Regions from separate parts of the Sus scrofa genome. Here region 2 is linked to region 1. Evidence: chromatin contacts called from public Hi-C data. All regions are on one chromosome and are shown on one strand. Each heading gives the region's core, a stretch centred on a gene start, on an enhancer-like site or on the middle of the called end of the contact. The rest is flanking DNA. Distances are from core to core; before and after follow the strand shown. Region 1 overlaps LOC106509733 (a long non-coding RNA gene). Region 2 has its middle 34 kb from the start of BCL2L11.

Region 1 (6,152 bases), core at 2,942-5,441:
GCTTCCTCCAAGCCCAGCATTTGGGCTTTGTGTTGCTATTTTCAACTGTTTTTGAGACTTGTAGAAACCAAAAGGGCCTCACTAAGGCTGTGATGTTCTCTTTCACGCAAGACTGACCTGCGGGATGAGTGACACCAGCCCAACCCCAGGGCCGCCTCTGGCAGCCATGGGCATGGCCCAGCGGGCCGTGGCTTACCTGGCACGGCTCCAGATGGCAGCCTCACCTCTGCTCCCTTATGTCCAGAACTCCTTGTTCAGAGCCCAGAACCATCCAAACCACAGTGGAAGGAGGTGTCGGCAGGAAACAAGCAGACACTGGCCACTAGCCCTGCCTGTCCCCCCAAAGGCAGTACCAGTAGGCCCTGCCCCAGGCCCTGGTGAGCCACTTCCACCCCCCGGCCCGGTGCCTACTTCCTTTGGGCCTCTCCTGCATTCTGTTTCTTCTTAATGGGAGTCCTTCTCCTTCTCCCATCAGTGTGTCTCCATCTTCATTGAATCGCTTCATGATATCGGCTGTGGTGTGGACCCTGGCGGCACTGGGTCCTGCTTTTTCGTCTCTGATCTCATGGTTCTGGATGTCCTCGGACGCCAGTGTTGCATAGAAACAGAACTTTGAAGCCTGGAGGCCATCTGGTGATCTCTGTGTGCCTCCCTTGACAAAGGTGGAAAGCTCTAGAGGCATCCAGCAGTGAGAGGGCCAGACACTTAGGGGACCGGCACCTCCTCTCCAGGGTCCTCTCCCACGTTAACTGCCTCTCACTAAGCAGCACCTCGGTCCTACTCCCAGCACTGCCTTGATCACAAGATCATGCACATGATCACACCATCTGCACAGGAGTGAACAGTGTCCCTTTAAATCCATGTTTACCCGGAGTCTCAGAATGTGACCTGGTTTAGTAATAGGGTCTTTGCAGATGTAACTAGCTAAGGGGAAGTCATACTGAGTGGGGGTGCCCTTGCGCAATGATTGATGTCTTCATGAGAAGAGGAAACAGACCCAGGGGGACACACACACACATGCACACGGCCACGTGAAGACAGAAGCAGAGGTTGGATGCAGCCACAAGCCAAGCACTACTGACCACAACCAGAAGCTAGAAGAGGCAGAGCAGGAGGCTCCCCTTGGAGCTTCAGAGAGGGCATGGCCTTGCCAACACCTTGTTTCAGCTCCCAGAAATAAGCTGAAAGTAAATTTCTATTGTATTACTCAGTTTTTGGTTACTTGTGCAGCAGTGTTAGGAAACAATTCATATATTCACGTGCTGCCAGCTTGTTTCATGGATGCTTCTTCCTTACTGGTCTCCTTTCTTTTTATAGCCACACCCACAGCATATGGAGGTTCCCAGGAGAATTGGAGGAGCCACAGCTACAGCAATGCAGGATCCAAGCTGCCTCTGCGACCTACACCGCAGTTCATGGCAACGTCAGATCCTTAACCTTCTGAGTGAGGCCAGGGATCAAATCCACATCTTCACCAACGCTATGTCAGGTTCTTAACTTGCTGAGCCACAACAGGAACTCCTACTTTTCTCCTTTAAATCTCCTTCTAAACCTCTCCCAGCTGCCCGGAGTGGACATCGTTGGCCAGAAGACTCTCAGAATCTCCCCTAGTGACCAAGCTGAAGTCCATTTACTGATAGCTGAAGATGAGTGTCAAATCCATGTCTGTTCTGCATATGAAATTCTTCTCTTAGTCATGTCCCAACTGGGTGTTTCTTGGACCCTGCTGGATATGGTAATTGGCACAATGGGGGCAGGTGGTGTACGCTTGAGTTTATTTTGAAAGTCATAGATTAATTTTAATGAGATTTGAAAAAAAGTGAAAGTCCCACATTAGATCCACCATTTCATAGACAGTGTTGTTTAGGACAAAGCTAACTAAAAAAAGACTTAAAGTTGATCCGAAGAAAATTATTACATAAATGTGGCATGTGATTTGCCAAGTGTGAGCAGTTCCAGGGTGGAAAGAATAGTGTGCTTTTGCAGTCTGACAGTTTCGAGTTCAAATTCTTTTTCCTACCAGTGCTGGGACTCAGTGACAATTGATGAATCTCTGAACCTCAGCTTTCTCTTCTGTGTAATGGGAACACAAGGCCTAAACTGGAGGCTTTGCTCTGAAAGACTAGGACAAAGGATGGCTGAGAATGTGCTTGGCACATGGGATGCTCAGAAAATGAGATGGTTCTCTACAAGCTCTGCCGTGAGCCCCCCGTGAGGCCCCCTGCAGCGTCCCCAAGGCTCCGACCTATGGTCCATGCCACTCCCATCCTTTCCCGTCCCCACCAGAATCCTGTGTGCATCTTGAGAAGCAGCAGGCTTGTCCTGGTGAGAAGCAGAGGCCTTGTCATGTTGCCTGGGCAACCAGAGGAAGGTGCACAGGCACCTGGTGATGAAAGATAGCTCCCTTTACTCCTAACTCCTGGGCCACCTTCAGACCTGGAGCCATCACTCTGAAACCATCCTGTCACTGTGGGGGGCTCTGGGATGAAGGCATCTCGGGTCACCCTGGGGGTGAGCAGGACAGAGAGATGCCTGTTGCACTATGAGGGCTTGCTGGAGCATGCTTTCTGGAGAAGTCTGGAAAGAAGGCAGGTAGGCCTCTTGCCTAGACAATGTTGGAAATATCCTCCTGTGGACATCAGCCCATGAGGAAGGGCTCATCCAGAGGCCCCAGTGTAGTGTCTGCAGGGCCACCAACTTGTCCCTGTTGCAGTATATCAGAGTTTCTCCCTCCCAGAGCTGTAGGGAGCCCGGTCTTGTTGCCATCTTGCCCCAACACTTTCCAGATCCCCAGACCCACCAGGATCTAAGTTCAAGATCTCTTCCAAATGTAAATACTGTGCCCTAGACACTAGGCTTGGGGAGTACCTGTTCAAATAATACTATCATTAACATTATGGGTTTCATTTGATGTATTTGTGAACTTTGGGTCAGGCAAATATCTGATATTAATTTGATATTAATTAAGATTTATTTTGGAGTTCCAGTTGTGGTTCAGCAGCTTAAGGACCTGACATAGTGTTTATGAGGACACCAGTTCAATCCCTGGCCTCACTCTGTGGGTTAAGGACCTGGCATTACCGTGTGCTGTGGTGCAGGTCGCAGATGTAGCTCAGATCTGGTGTTGCTGTGGCTGTGCCGTAGGCCAGCAGCTGCAGGTCTGATTCAACCCTTAGGCTGGGAATTTTCATAGGCCACACCTGTGGCCCTAAAAAGAAAAAAAGATTTATTTTATTGTGGTAAAATGTACACACAATAAAATTTACAATTTTAACTTGTTTCAAGGGTATAGTTCATACTATGATTTCTGGGCCTTCCCTTCGTGGCTGCTCAGTGGTTAACAAACCCGACTAGGATCCATGAGGATGTGAGTTTGATCCCTGTCCTTGCTCAGTGGGTTAAGGATCCAGCGTTGCTATGAGCTGTGGCATAGGTCACTGACACGGCTCAGATCCTGTGTTGCTATGGCTGTGGTGTAGGCCAGTGGCTACAGCTCTGATTTGACCCTTAGCCTGGGAACCTCCACATGCTGCATGTGCAACCTTTAAAAAAAAAAAAAAGAAAAAAAAAGGCCTATGATTTCTAACTGACTTTATTCTGCTGACACTGAGTGAGGCTTGGGTAGGTTGGCAAACTTCACCTCTGCTCACAGGGCTATGGAGTAGCTAGATGTGGACTTGAACCCAGGCTGCCTGATCTCAGAGCTGCACTTATATGGACAATGGGAACCAGAGGAAGAAGAAAAAGAAGAACAATGAATATTTATGGAGCCTTCCTAGGTGCCAGGTGTTGTTCTAAGTACTTTAAATATCATGCGCATGTATAACCTCATAGACCCTCATATACACACAAATAAATCTCATTATTATAAATAAATCTCATGTATATACCTCTGCCCTCATATATAATTTATTTATATTATTATATATAATTCTGTGTATATACGCATGGGTGTGCATATAGCTATGTCTGTGTACATACAGAAAAACTCATTTAATCCTTAGATCAACTCTGTGAAGTAGGTCCTATTTTACACATGAGGAAACAGGTCCGATGAGCTGAGCTGCTCAAGGTCACATGTCGGGTCAGAGGAGCTGGGACTCTAGCCCAGACTCTTTGGCCCAGGGCTGGTGTCACAGCCCCGCCCAGGCCATGCTCTGCCATGGGCTGAGGTGGGTGTGTGGAAAGCCTCCCCTGAGTGCCTGCCACGGCACCCCCTCCAAAGAGGGAGGCAGAGAGCCTGCCTACACTGGGCTACGTACATGCCTCCGTCCCTCCCACCTCTTGGGAAGTGTGGGCAAACCATTCCTGGCCTGGGCTGGGCCTGGGGCTGGGCCAGGGCACAGGGGGTTGGTGGGGGTGGAGGCACCGGGCAGGGTGTGTCCTGGCTCCTGGAGGCCTGGAAAGGCAGCCTGTGGCTGTGAGTCTTGCAGAGGGAACAGCCCTTGAGGCCTGACCCTATGACCCTCAGCTCACCCCCCAGGTGTCTCCTCAAAGCGGGGCCCTCATGTACATCAGGAACCAGCTAGGGGAGTTCCTACTGTGGCTCAGTGATTAACAAACCCAACTAGCATCCATGAGGACTCAGGTTTGATCCTCGCTCAGTGGGTTAAGGAGCTGGTGTTGCTATGAGCTTCGGTGTAGGTCGCAGAGTGGCTAGGATCCCATGTTGCTGTGGCTGTAGTGTAGGCTGGCAGCTGCAGCTCTGATTCGACCCCTAGCCTGGGAACCTCCGTATGCTGTGGGTGCAGCCCTAAAAAGACAAAAAAAAAAAAAAAGAAAAAAAGAAAGGAAAACAAAAAAAGGAACCAGCTAAACCCTTGAAGACAGGGTGGGTAGCTCGGGCTGGGAAGCGGGGTGGGGGATCCTCCATCGTCCTCAGGTGCTTCGAGAAGATTCTGGATCCCACAGCCCCTGGACTGAGGAAGCAGGAGGTGAGCAGGGCCTGGCCTGGCATGGGTCTCCCTGCAGCACCCGCCTGGAGCAGTGCTGTCTCTGCAAGCTGGCGGCTGCCTGTGGCTGTGCATCTGGGGGCGGGGGGCGGGGGCGGGGGCAGGGCAGGTTTCTGGAGAGGCTGCTTCTCTGAAAGGCCCATAGCTGTAACCTTTCAGCTGCATCAGCACAGGAGGTTTCTGGCTTTGTGTATTTATTTTCTGGCTCTGGCTCTTGGCCTGCATCTCTGTTCACCAGAAGAGCTGGAGCCCTGGGCTCCCAGCAACGTGTATCCAACAGCGCTCAGGAAAATGAAATTACAGCCCAGGAGCTGCGCACTTGCACTGGCAGCTTGCTCCGGTGGGACGAACAGCTAACATGAGGGGACCCTCCTGTGTATTGATCACCTGCCTCTCCCCGCCCCGAATACAACGTGGCAATCATTTAGGGGGTTTTACGCTGCTTTTACAAAAATCGTTTGTCTTAATTGGGCCCTCTGAGAGGACTGTACTTAGGTGACACTCTTCTTTGTTCCTTTCAATATACAGCAAGGTGCAGGAGGCGCGGAGGTTCTGCCTTTTCTTCTCTGGTGCTCGAGACACCCCTGGTTCATACCCTGCAAAGCCCTTGGCCTTGAAGATGGCCCTCCTTGCTCTGCAGCTGAGAGGGAAGAGATGGGCGTGAACACAGAGCTGGGTGAGGCCTGCCTCTGCTCCCCCATAGCCAGGCTCCAGGCCTAGAGCAGAGAGAGGGGCTGGAAGACCCTAACCTTGGCCTTGTCAGCCATGCGGGGCTGGCTGTTCTCCAGGGCCATGAGAAAGCAAAGGGGGCTCCACGCCCCCCGTTGACAAAGGATGAGTGACCTTGGCCAGGAAACTGGACACCTTTGCTGCAGAACCATCCATCGGATGTTTGCAGGCTGGTAGGGCAGGCATAAGGCAAGCACAGAGCCCGAGAGGCTGCCCACAGGGGGAACCTGGTTCCAGGTCTCTGAGTCCCGGCTCTCTCAGAAAGGTGTGCACTACAGGCAGGGGTGGCCATGGCCAAGCTCAGAACATCTGCTCACTTGGGCCTGCTGGCCTCTTGTGATGTCAGTGGAGAAGCAGGCTGGCCTCCAGCTAATGGTCAGGGAGTGAGGGCTCCCCAATCAGCCACAAGCCCGAGGCTTCCAGAAAGTGACCCAGAGAGAGGAGCCTGGCTCCACTCACCTATCACCACTG
Region 2 (5,453 bases), core at 1,250-3,749, 140 kb after region 1:
AACCCAGCGTCACTGCATCCTCCACACCAGACGGGCGATGTAGCGTAACAGTCGTAAGATAACCATCTGAGGGTGGGCTTCGGCTGCTTGGTAATTATTCAGAAAGACCTGAAACAACAAAAGGAAAGTTGCTTACTTTCCAGCCACAACTTATTTTGAGGCGGGGAGGGGGTTGGGCGTAGGGGAGGGGAAAAATGCCCGTATTTAAGGCAACCACCAGTCCCATCCTAACAGCTATGGAGATGCCCCTTAGAGGGCACCGTGTCACCCAAATGCCAAGTCTTCCTGAGACCAAGAAGCAGAGTCCTTCCTCCCGCCCCTGCACAGGAAGACGTCACCCCATAAAGAGCAGGCGCACCAAATGATTTTCTTTCTTAAAGTGACCAAAAAGGATGCTTGGAAAACGCCAAGAGTCCCTGAATCTGTTCACCCTTCTGAAAACCACTCTTCCACAGTGGATGCCACCACTGGCCAGAGTTGCCTGATCAGAAGCAGCATCTACCCTGGCAAGGGAACATGCCCACCACCTCCACACAGGTGCTGAAGAAAAGCCACCCCAAGCCCTGGAGGTGGGGTCCCGGGAAGAGGGCCCTGGAGCAGCCAGAGAAGGGAAAGAAGGAACCTATGCATAAGAGGTAAGCAGCTTCCTGACCGAATTACTGACGTTCAAATGTTTCAGACGCCCTCATTGCAGGCGGCTGTAATTTATTTGAGAAACCAGCGATTTGGGGTAATTTGCCCCAAGAAGCTAAATAAAGTGGAGCACTGATGCATCACTGCGCCTCTGGCTGTGGGCGTGTGGCTCCACTGGGTAAACCACTGGCCCAGCACTGCGGCCAAGGTCACAGATACTGGCAGAGCTGACCCCAGGCCCCCTTCCACCGCAGAGTGGAGGTCAAAGAGTGACGAAAAATAGAAAAGGCCTGTTGGCCAGAGACCACCATAGGTTATGACAAGCCGAGAAACTGTTCAAAAGAGAACAGCCAGGTTATTTCAAGATCTCGGAGGGCCTGGGGTCTTTGAGTTCCAATCCATTTGGCAGATCAGTGTAGGGTGTAAACTCTGAAACAGTCAAAGCTGGTAATATCTGCCTCCATGAAGGGAGCTACAACCTGCTTCCCAGTTCAGGTCTGAAATCCACAGCCCAGACCAACTCTCTGCTCCGTCTGGAGTGCCCCACCAACCCCCTTCTTCCGCTGGGAGCTTGGGGGGTGCTTTCCCACCCACGTCCCCGAACCACCGGCCGAGAGTCAGGCTAAGGACAGGCGTTCCCTTCTTAGACCCAAACCCTGCCCTCAGACGCCAGCTACGAGTGGAGTGCCCTCTCGGCTGCTGTTTCCACGGTCCTCTAGGGCTGGCTGGACAGGATAGAATCATGATAAGGCCAGAGCACTTCCCTTGCTCCTTCCAGAACCAGAATGGAGGAAAGCGGCTTTATGTAAGCGATGCCTGCAGAGGCGCTCCGAAACCACAGTCTGTGATTTTTATCTGTTTGACACACAAGATTGCTTTGTTTTGATTTAACTTTCAAAATTACTTTGCTGCTTCTGGGTGAGAATAATTTCGGGGAAGGTTAATTTTAGTTGAGACTAATATTAACAGGTTGAAAGAGGCTTATTCAAAATAAAACCACGGCTTACTAAAATGAAGAAAAGCGTGCGTGGGGCTCAGCTAAACTATCACTTCAAGGTGGGAAATCTCAAGCCAACCAGTTGTTATGGCTGGGACTAGAGAACAGAGGCAAAACGACACCACAGGGGGATGGGGTTCACATGCTAGGGACAGACCCCAATGCTGATAGTTAGCCAACTGCACATTCCGGAACTGATAGCGTCGGAGAGGAGGCACCTTCCATGCATCCTCTGAGGACAAGAGACAGAGAAATCTTCCCAAGTTTAGTTTGAGCTTCGCTTTTCATCTCACATGAGAAGAACATTGGGGTGTGCAAAGATATGTGGGGGTGGCAGGGGAACGAAAGAAAAATCTGGCAAAAGAACACCCGATCCCTGACAAGTGCAAGGATGCTGCAACATCTGAGTTAGTGAGGACACAGGGACGGCACACGTGACGACATGGCACACGCCGTTAAGCCAGCGAACAATTGCTTTTGGACGACATTCAACAGAGGAAGCCATTATCACTAGTGCCAAGAGCCGTGCCAGCCCAGAAAGCCCTTGACAGCTGGCACCGCCGGCCGGAGCCGCTGCTGGCTCAGCAGGTCTGGAGGACAGGCAACTCCCAGGTCTGGCAGACGCATTGCCCTCTGACCCCTGTACCAATCAGCTCCTGTGCAGGAGTCTCAGAGCCCCCGGTCTGCACCAGACGGTGCTGGGGTGGGGGTGGGGGCAGCCCACGTCAGCCCAGCCAGCCCAGGACCTGGGGCTTCTGGCCTCCAAGACCATGAAAAAGACATTTCTGCTGTTTAAGCCCCTCTGTCCATGGTACCGTGCTCCAGCTGCCCTGGCCAACGAATACACCCGCTCATGCTCAACCAACCACTGCTCCTGATCCTCTGCCCTTTAAGTGAAAAACAACACTTCTTAGTCCAGAGTTACGTAACACTGTTTTAGTCTAAATCATAAAAACACTTAAGAGAGATCTATTACAATGAGTCATTTGGGTAAAGAGATTATTAAAGAATGAAATGAGCTACTAGGCACAAATAATTTATGTGCGTGTGTCTCGCACACACACACACACACACACGCACACACGCACGCGTGGTGTAGATCCTGCCCATGGGGCATTTTCACCTCCATGGTCTAGATCAGGAACTGCATTATCTGGGCTCACTGACTTTTATGGCCATCCTGATAGTCCACGCTCCTCTCGGGCGAGGGGCTCCTGCTCCACACCTGCCTGTGTCACAGGGAACACCTGACCTCGAGTCTGTGTCTGCACCCAGGTCTCTCAGGCACCCCTGAGCCACCAGCACCACGTGCAGAAGAGCACGGCACAGTGCCTCCCACAGGGCGCCTACAGGGCCACCATTGGTGGGAAGGGCCCAGGAGAAAGCCACAGCCGCTGCTCCTGGAGCAGGAGGCAGGCAGGTACAGATTCCCACCTCGCAGACAGAGAACACCCACACTTTACAGGGAAACCCAAGGCCTACAGCCAAACATAGTCCAGATGCTGGGGGGGGTCCCTCCTGTCCAGAGCCACATGACAGCACTTCCTTCATGGAGCTCACACTCTGGTTTCAGACAGAGCCGTGCAAATGACCATGACTTTGTGACAAGGGCAACACCGAGGTAAAGAAAAGGAGAGAGAGGGTAGCATCTGCTGGGAGGGGGGTGGAGGGTAGGGGAGCCAGGGCCGAGCCCCGGGCTGATTCTGAGGACAGAGAGTTACTGAAGGCATTGCAGGAGGAGAGGCAGGCCCCGCGCATGACAAGAAGCAAACAGCAGCCAGTTAATGAAAATTAAATTTATGGTGATTAAGTACTTGATTTTCTGCAAAAAACCAGGATGAAAAGCAATGTCACATTCCAGATCTATTCTGTCTGAGAGCAGGCCCATAAAGGTAGGTGATGGGGGATTCAGGTGCTCTGAGCTTCACCGGACAGACTCACTCTTTTTTGAAGCTTGGAGACAGTGTCAAGAGCATTCAGCAAGGAATCCGGAGCAGTTTGCTGCACGGCCACACCAAAGTCACAGCTAGAAGTGGGTTGTGGCAAGGGACCACCCTAGAGTGGGGAGCAGGGTCCAGCTGACTTACCAGGGCCAGGGAGCAGCCTGTGGGGCCTCCAAATGGGGTGGGACAGGGAAGCAGGCAGTGGGACCAGCACCGGCCACCACCACGGCTTTAGCACTGGGACCAATTTCAAGTTGCACTTGAGACCACCTATCAAGTATCATGGAATTTTGAAGCCAAAATAATCACAGCAAAACATGCTCTCATGCCCTACCCAGGGAAGAAGGTGTGCGGGATGTGGGAGAGGCCTTGACCCCAGGCTGCCCGCAGAAGGCAGCTCTGACTGGGCTGCAGATGGAGACGTGCCTGGCCTCTGCCAAGTGAACCAGACACGCCAGGCTTTTGGACTTTGTGCGCCTGAGCTTGGGGACGAGAAGAATCACCCACTCTCATGGGATGGGCTGGGGGTCTGGGATTAGTAGATGCAAACTATTGCATTTGGAGTGGATAAGCAGTGAGATTCTACTGTATATGTATAGCACAGGGAGCTATATCTAGTCACTTGTGATGAAACATGATGGAAGATAATGTGAAAAAAAAAATGTGTACACATATATATGTGTGACTGGGTCACTTTGCTGTACAGCATAAATTGACAGAACATTTACATCAACTATAATTAAAAAAAAAAAGAAAAGAAAAGCTAAATGAATCACTGTCACTGCTAAATAGAACAACTAGGCACGAACCTTTCAGTCTTTGCGACCCCGAGCCTGTGTGCCTCTCCTGCCGTTTCACAGATAGAGCTCGCAGAGCAAGGATCTGGAACTACCAAGTGACCCAAACAGCTCAGCTCAGCTATCAGCACAGTGGAGAACATACGCTCACAGATCCATGCTCCAAAGTGGGGCCAAAACTCCCTGGGCTGCGTGTCTCAGTAGGCACGACACACAGGCACACTCAGTGCTGCTCGGGGGAGTTCACCATCCAAACCACGCAGTGCAATAAAAAATAAAGGCTAAGAAAGACCACAGATAACATTAAGAAAAAAGTTCCCTTGTAGGAACTAGGGCTGAGATTTGCTGCAAGAGAGCCGCAGTTCAGGTTAGAGTTTCCTGGAAGTCAAGGTAACAAGGGAAACAGAACACTACCTTTGTTGTCTTACCAAAAAGAGCCCAACACCAAACTCTGGGAGACAAACCAAAAAGCAAGGCACACCTACAGAACTGAGACTTGGAGTAATTTTTAAGACTTGTTCAAAAACTGGTTTCTTACTGAACTTCAACACGGAATGACCAGGATGTTCTCAACTTTTTATTAATGAAGATTTACCTCTAGGTGGGAACACATTACAGGGGACTGCACTCTGGGTTCTGAGACCAAGAAGGACTCTGGGAGAGACAGAACCTCTGCTCCAGTTTGGGCAAGGGAGAACGTGGTGTCTGTCTGGATGGTGTTTGCCCTCCCCACCCCTCCGGGTGGGGGGCTATCACAGCATCTTCCAGAATGATGACGACCGCTGCCATAATCACAGGTGACAGGGTGAGGTGAGGGACAGCGTGGCCCCCGTGGGTGATGGAAGACCACTTCTACCCATTCGTAACCTGTCACGCTCAATGTCAGCTTAAATGACAGGGAGCAACAGAGGTCACAGAGGAACAGGGCCTGCGTGTGACAACTCAATATGGCGATCTCCAGGAGGAGCCGGCCTCTCTCCACTTTAAACCAAGAACCACAGTCACAGGGCATCTCGGCTCGGATGTCAGTGCAGGTCCCAATCCGTGGCTGTTCCCAGGTGTCAGACCAGTGCTGCTGCCATG

The links. Hi-C and Micro-C count contacts between places; a contact is called where the count stands out from the background.
Region 2: a contact with region 1 is called in a Hi-C map of heart right ventricle, with 1.7 times the contacts expected there. The contact joins two enhancer-like sites. A contact is called at or near these places in 3 of 47 Hi-C or Micro-C datasets (heart right ventricle and liver).

What each region holds. Positions count from the first base shown.
Region 1 is chr3:45,018,505-45,024,656 of Sscrofa11.1, forward strand. The region is part of intron 4 of LOC106509733 (a long non-coding RNA gene); the gene reads left to right. Among named protein-coding and RNA genes, the nearest start is that of BCL2L11, 180 kb to the right of the region's middle. Within about 2 kb of position 4,192, at least 22 of the 83 cell types and tissues checked have an H3K27ac peak or open chromatin away from gene starts, as enhancers often do.
Region 2 is chr3:45,161,147-45,166,599 of Sscrofa11.1, forward strand. It overlaps a transcript of BCL2L11 not described here. Among named protein-coding and RNA genes, the nearest start is that of BCL2L11, 34 kb to the right of the region's middle. Within about 2 kb of position 2,500, at least 11 of the 83 cell types and tissues checked have an H3K27ac peak or open chromatin away from gene starts, as enhancers often do.